Regions from separate parts of the Bos taurus genome. Here region 1 is linked to region 2. Evidence: chromatin contacts called from public Hi-C data. All regions are on one chromosome and are shown on one strand. The core of a region is the stretch at or near the end of the contact, and the rest is flanking DNA. Distances in the headings are between cores, read along the strand shown.

Evidence for each region. Hi-C and Micro-C count contacts between places; a contact is called where the count stands out from the background.
Region 1: a Hi-C map of liver shows a contact between it and region 2, with 1.9 times the contacts expected there. A contact is called at or near these places in 2 of 11 Hi-C or Micro-C datasets (liver and skeletal muscle).

Annotation. Positions count from the first base shown.
Region 1 is chr8:45,340,234-45,342,933 of ARS-UCD2.0, reverse strand. All of the region lies in intron 1 of TJP2 (tight junction protein 2), which reads right to left. Among named protein-coding and RNA genes, the nearest start is that of TJP2, 27 kb to the right of the region's middle.
Region 2 is chr8:45,283,865-45,286,564 of ARS-UCD2.0, reverse strand. No RefSeq gene overlaps it. Among named protein-coding and RNA genes, the nearest start is that of TJP2, 29 kb to the left of the region's middle.

The DNA of each region.
Region 1 (2,700 bases), core at 139-2,638, 56 kb before region 2:
TGCACGCATGCATGCTAAGTCGCTTCAGTCATGTCCAACTCTGTGCGACCACCAGGCTCCTCTATCCACAAGATTCTCTAGTCAAGAATACTGGAGTGGGTTGCCATTTCCTTCTCGGCCTCTGATTAAAATCTGAAAAAACACTGATGTTCAAAGTGAACTCATTACCTCTTGATTTCAACATATTGCCACTTGCCTGTTTTTAGACTCTTCACAGTAACAGAAGGAAAAGCACAAATGCTTCCAGTTGCATTTCTGGAAAATTTCAATGCATGTCTGAGATGCCACAAATCTCTCTCCCCTCTTAAAACTCACCCAGACACTAAACAGACCCGACCAAGGCAGGCGAAGTGCTCTCCCTGAAGTTAGGCAGAAAAAATCCCATGTGCCTGAGGCATCTATGAAATGTGGCTGCCGGAGAGTGACTTCATGTCAGTCAGTAACAGTGAAAGAGGTCTTGCAACAGTCACCAGGAGGCCGTCTCCAGTACACTGGTGAAGAACAAATCAGAAAGGGCTCCTAGTGACAGGCCTGCCTTACCTTCTGTGCCCATGCTACAGGCATCGTGGCTCCTGGGAGAGGATTCCATAGGGAAGGGAGTGGGTACTGGAGGCTCTCAGGATTCAGCTTTCATTGGGAAGGGTGGAGGGGAAAAGGAAGAGGAAGGAAAAAGAACTCTCAAGAAGTTCTGTGAGATGGTTGCAGCTGCTGACTTGGGGCTGCAGAGTGAGGAAGAGAATTCAGTACCTACTGAGCTGGTACATTATTTAAGCTGCAACTGAATAATAGATCTTTCCATCACTTCATGAGCTAAACAAGACAGCCACTCTTAAAACACTGCTTTGCAGACAGACTGCACTGAATCTCATCTTCAAAGAGAAAACAAAGAGAAAGAAAACACACACAATTTGTCTAAGGAGTATGAAAGCACTTCAAGGTGACAAGAACCAACAGAAATTTAGAATGTTCTCTAGCTTTACACTGGACACTGAGAATCTTAAGCACAGTATGAGACTTCAGAGATGATCAAGTATAGTTATCCCCAGAAAGTAACTGACAATTATTAATAGAATTACATGCCTTAGCTAAAGTCACCAAGCTAATTCTTAGTACAGCTTATACACCATCGAAGAAAGGATCTGTATATTAATAAAAATTCTACATTATTTTTTTCTTATGGGCAAACTATCATCCAGTCACTCTATCAATGTCAGGAATCTAGGAATCCACTTTTCTAAGTTCTCAATGAGTCTTTCATTCTTACTATTTTATTCAATAAGGCTTCCCCAAATCAAGTCAGTAAAATGTGGTCAGTACTTCAGTGAATGTGCGTGGTGACCCGTCAGTGTCTGGGATGACGCAGACCAGGGAGGGGCTCATGGCTGACAGGAAATGACTGGCATAAGGCAGATGTGATAAGGGCTCAAATAAACACTGGTGTGTGTACACTAACCAATCACAGGCCAGGAGGTAACTGATTCAGCCTGAGGGAAGAAGGACAAGGGAGCAACTAAAAATGAGCTCACCAGGAAGTTTCTTCTGAACTATCCTTTTCGAAAGCAGAAATGGCTAGTTTGGCTAATACTTATTTCTTCAAAGAACTTCATTCTGCTTTGCTAGATATATTTGGAGACAGCCGTCCGAGGATGGAGAATGGGCTGGTAGCCCCTGATGGGTACATCATCCCTCCTCCCCATTGCTGAGCCCAGCACACGCAACCTCTCAGATGCCCGCTGCAAAAGAAGGCAGAGAAGAAACCCCACAACCTAGGATGTCTCTCAGTGAATGGAAACAAACAACCACACACGGAACATTATTTTATCAGAACAACAAAGGTTCACGAAGCTACAAGTCCTAGAAGAGAAGTTCACTAAATCCTATTGATGACTAGAATGCATTATTTCCCCAGTTCACCTTCAGCTAAGTGACAAAACCTAGAGTATCTGCGGTATTCTCTCATCTCTAACAAAGCTTTTTCTAACATATACAATGGCAAAGATACAACTGGATTCTGGGACTCTCCTGGTGGTCCACTGGTTAGGACACTGCACTTTAACTGCAAGGGACCCAGGTTCGATCCCTGGTAGGGGAACTAAGACCCTGTATGCCCCGTGGCCAACAAAACAAAACCTACAACTGGATTCTAATCGTTACCTATTAATTACAGCCTAATAACTGTTAGTGAAAGTCGCTCAGTCCTGTCCAACGCTTTAATGACCAGCAAGACTATCCCAATAATTTTCTTCCACAGTGTGTTACATATGTTCCTTCTAAATGCCGCTTGACTTCTAACTATATTGTCACTAACTATAAAAACATAACTATATATTTAGTCCTGTGTTTATATAGGGTGTCAGATGAAGCATTCTACAATTAAAGTTTCCAAAGACGACATCATTTTTCTCTTGTGAACATAATGCATATATTTCATACGGCTGAGTAAAGTCTATGACACAAATAATAATTACTGCATTGATTAACTCTGAAATCCGTGTTTACATGTGCATATGGGTAAAATTCAGTAAACAACTGTACTCAAGGATGTGACATGAGATTTTTGCCATGATTAATAGTATAATTTGACATCCTGGGGTCAGAAGAGCTTCCTGTAATACCCAACAAATATTTTATTTTCAAAAGATCTATCAATAGTCTTTTACCACTACTATCAATACCCCCAAACTCTCCCCCATCCTCCCC
Region 2 (2,700 bases), core at 90-2,589:
CAAAGATGTCCAACTCAATTTTGACCGAGATCCCTATAGAAGAACCTTGCAATGTAGCCCTTGAAGACTGACAACGCGCAGCACATTGACGAACTCGGCCCCTCCCTTACAAATGCATCAGAAAGTGGGGAAAACAATTCTCTAAAATCCTGCGGAGGTGGGAGCTCGGGGCTCCCGGGCTGCGCGGGCTAACGAGCATCTCCCGGGCTCTCAGGTGTGCGGCGGTGATTGCGCAGGCAGCCCGCACCTGCTCTCAACTAGCCCTCGCCTCCCTCGGCCTGCATAAAGCCTCCTCCGGACGCTGCGAGTGTTGACCGCTCCAACACAAACTGAGAGGCCCTTTTAATCTGGTTAAAGAGAAGCTCAACAGAAAGTGAAACATTTCCCGTCCCTTGAGGAGAGAACTCCAGGCCAGGTAGAGAAAGAAAGTGGGTCGCAGGCACCTGTAGCCGCTCCTTCTAGACGACTGCGCAGGAGAACCCTGTGACTGTCATCCCTTGGAGGAATCGGGGAGGCAAAAGTCGGTTAAGCATCCCCAGAAAAGGGAGAAAAAAGTTACTGTCCAAGAAAGTATACTCCGAATCAACAGGGACGTGGGCTGACATCAGCTCGCGTTTTCTCCCGCTACCCACCCCACACCTCCTCCCTCACGATGAATCCAGAGAGCACCCCCCAGAACCCCGCAAAGCCCTCCCCAGCCGAAGTCGAGACCCGAGCAAGGTGTCCCGGCGCTGCCGGAGCGCGGCTGCGGCGCTGGGGGCGGCTCTCCTCCAGCCTCGCGGAGGGCCGTGCCGGGACGCCCGCGGGCGCTCGGTGGTCGGAAGGGAGAGGGAGGAGGGTACTCGCCTGGAAGCCGGTGGCGGCCGAAGCTGGCGCGGTCGGGGTCAGAGTGAAGGCGGATCTGGCCGGCGCTTGGGCGCCTTCGACACTACGCCGGCGGCTGGGCCGATGTCCCCTGCGCTCCCCGCGCTTCGCCGGCGGCGCCTGGCGGAGCCGGAGTACTGGAGGCGGCCCGGGGAATGGGCGGGTGCGAGTGGCCTCGGCCGCCGCTCCCGTGTATTATTGTGACTCAAGCTATTTCCTGTTTGGAGGTTTGGGAGAAAGGAAAAAAAAAAAAAAAAATCCAGGGTGGGGGCAGGGGGGTTGGGCGACCGGAGAGAGCGGCGGCCCGGAGGGGACTCGGGTGGCCAGAGGCTATCGCCTGTCTCCTTCGAGCCCCCAAGGGTGCCAAGCGTGCGAGCCGGGGCAGAGAAACGCAGTTTCTTGCAGCTTTACTTTGGGGTATCTGGAAGGACCGAGCCGGGGGCGAGGTTCACACACGCCACCCAGCGGTGGGGTAGGGGCTACGGCCGCAGGGACTGCCTGCCTGGTCACTCCAGCCCGCGCGCTCACTGGTCTGGCTTTTTTCTTCTCTGCAAAACTACCGCTGAGCTTTCTTCCCGCCCAAGGGCGAGTGGAATTCGCTGTGCTGCTTTCTTTATTCTTGACCTGATTCGGCTTTTTGATCCTCTCCCTGGGTGTGGGCAAGGAACTGGTCAGCGTTTCTACTTTTTCAAAAACCACCGGACGATGGTTGGGGGCCATTGTGGGTGTTCAATTGGCGACTTTTGCTGGAGGCGGCGGGTTGGGGGGTGGGGGTGGATCTTTGTTTTTGTTGGGAGGGGGATGGGAAAACAGGTTAATTATTTTGATGGAAAGTTAACTTTTATGATCAGCTTCCGTTCCCCTCCTCCACCAACCTCACTCTTAGCCGGGATCACTGGGTCTGAGGCCCCAGTCCGGAAATACCGGTTCCTCCCGCTGGGACAATAGGTGAGGGCGTGAGCGTTAACCGAGATCTAGCTTGGTCTCCGCTGGAATCCCTGCTCAGATGGGAAGGCAGAATCCTCCTAGTGCCCAAGCCTGCAACTGGCGAGCAGGTGCGTCTTCATTTAGTCTTGTTAAAGGTCCTGGGATGGTTTTGGGGACTTGTTTAATGGGTGAAGAGTTTCAATTTGGAACTCTGAAAAATGCTGGTTGCACAACTTAATGGTTTAAACGGTCATTTTTTATGTGTATTTTACCACACACACAAAAAATATTCATGGGAAGATCATACCTTCATTCAGTTAAGACAGATTTGCTTACGATTGGCAAGCTCCCCTTCCCTCCTCCCTTACACAAACCTTTGCCAGAAGTAATGGAATAAGTAAAACTCAAGTTCATTTCGTTTAGACTGTGTATGTGTGTGCGCGCGCGTGCTCAGTCCTGTCTGACTTTAAGACCTCGTTTTCTCTAGCTGGCCAGGCTCCTCTGTCCATAAGGATTCTCCAGACAAGAATAAAGGAGTGGGTTGCCATGCCCTCCTCCAGAGGATCTTCCCAATCCCGGGATGGAACCCAGGTCTCCCGCTTTGCTGGCGGATTCTTTACCCTTTAGACTTTGGGGAGTACCTATCAACAAGTTATTTCAAGTGACTAGATTGCATCTACAGGACAGGACAGTTTTTAAAAGATGAACAGTAGTTTGTCAGGAACACAGTGCTGGCAAGATGAGTAAAGGTGAATATGGTGTCTTGCTGTTAATCTAAGAAAGCAGGAACACATACATTTGTGTATTTTCTAAGTGGAAAGATAAATTATTAAATTTGGGAGAGATGGAGCAAGTTGGAAAGTACAAGGATAGAAGGTAAACTTCTCTGACTATATCTTGTTTTGTAGA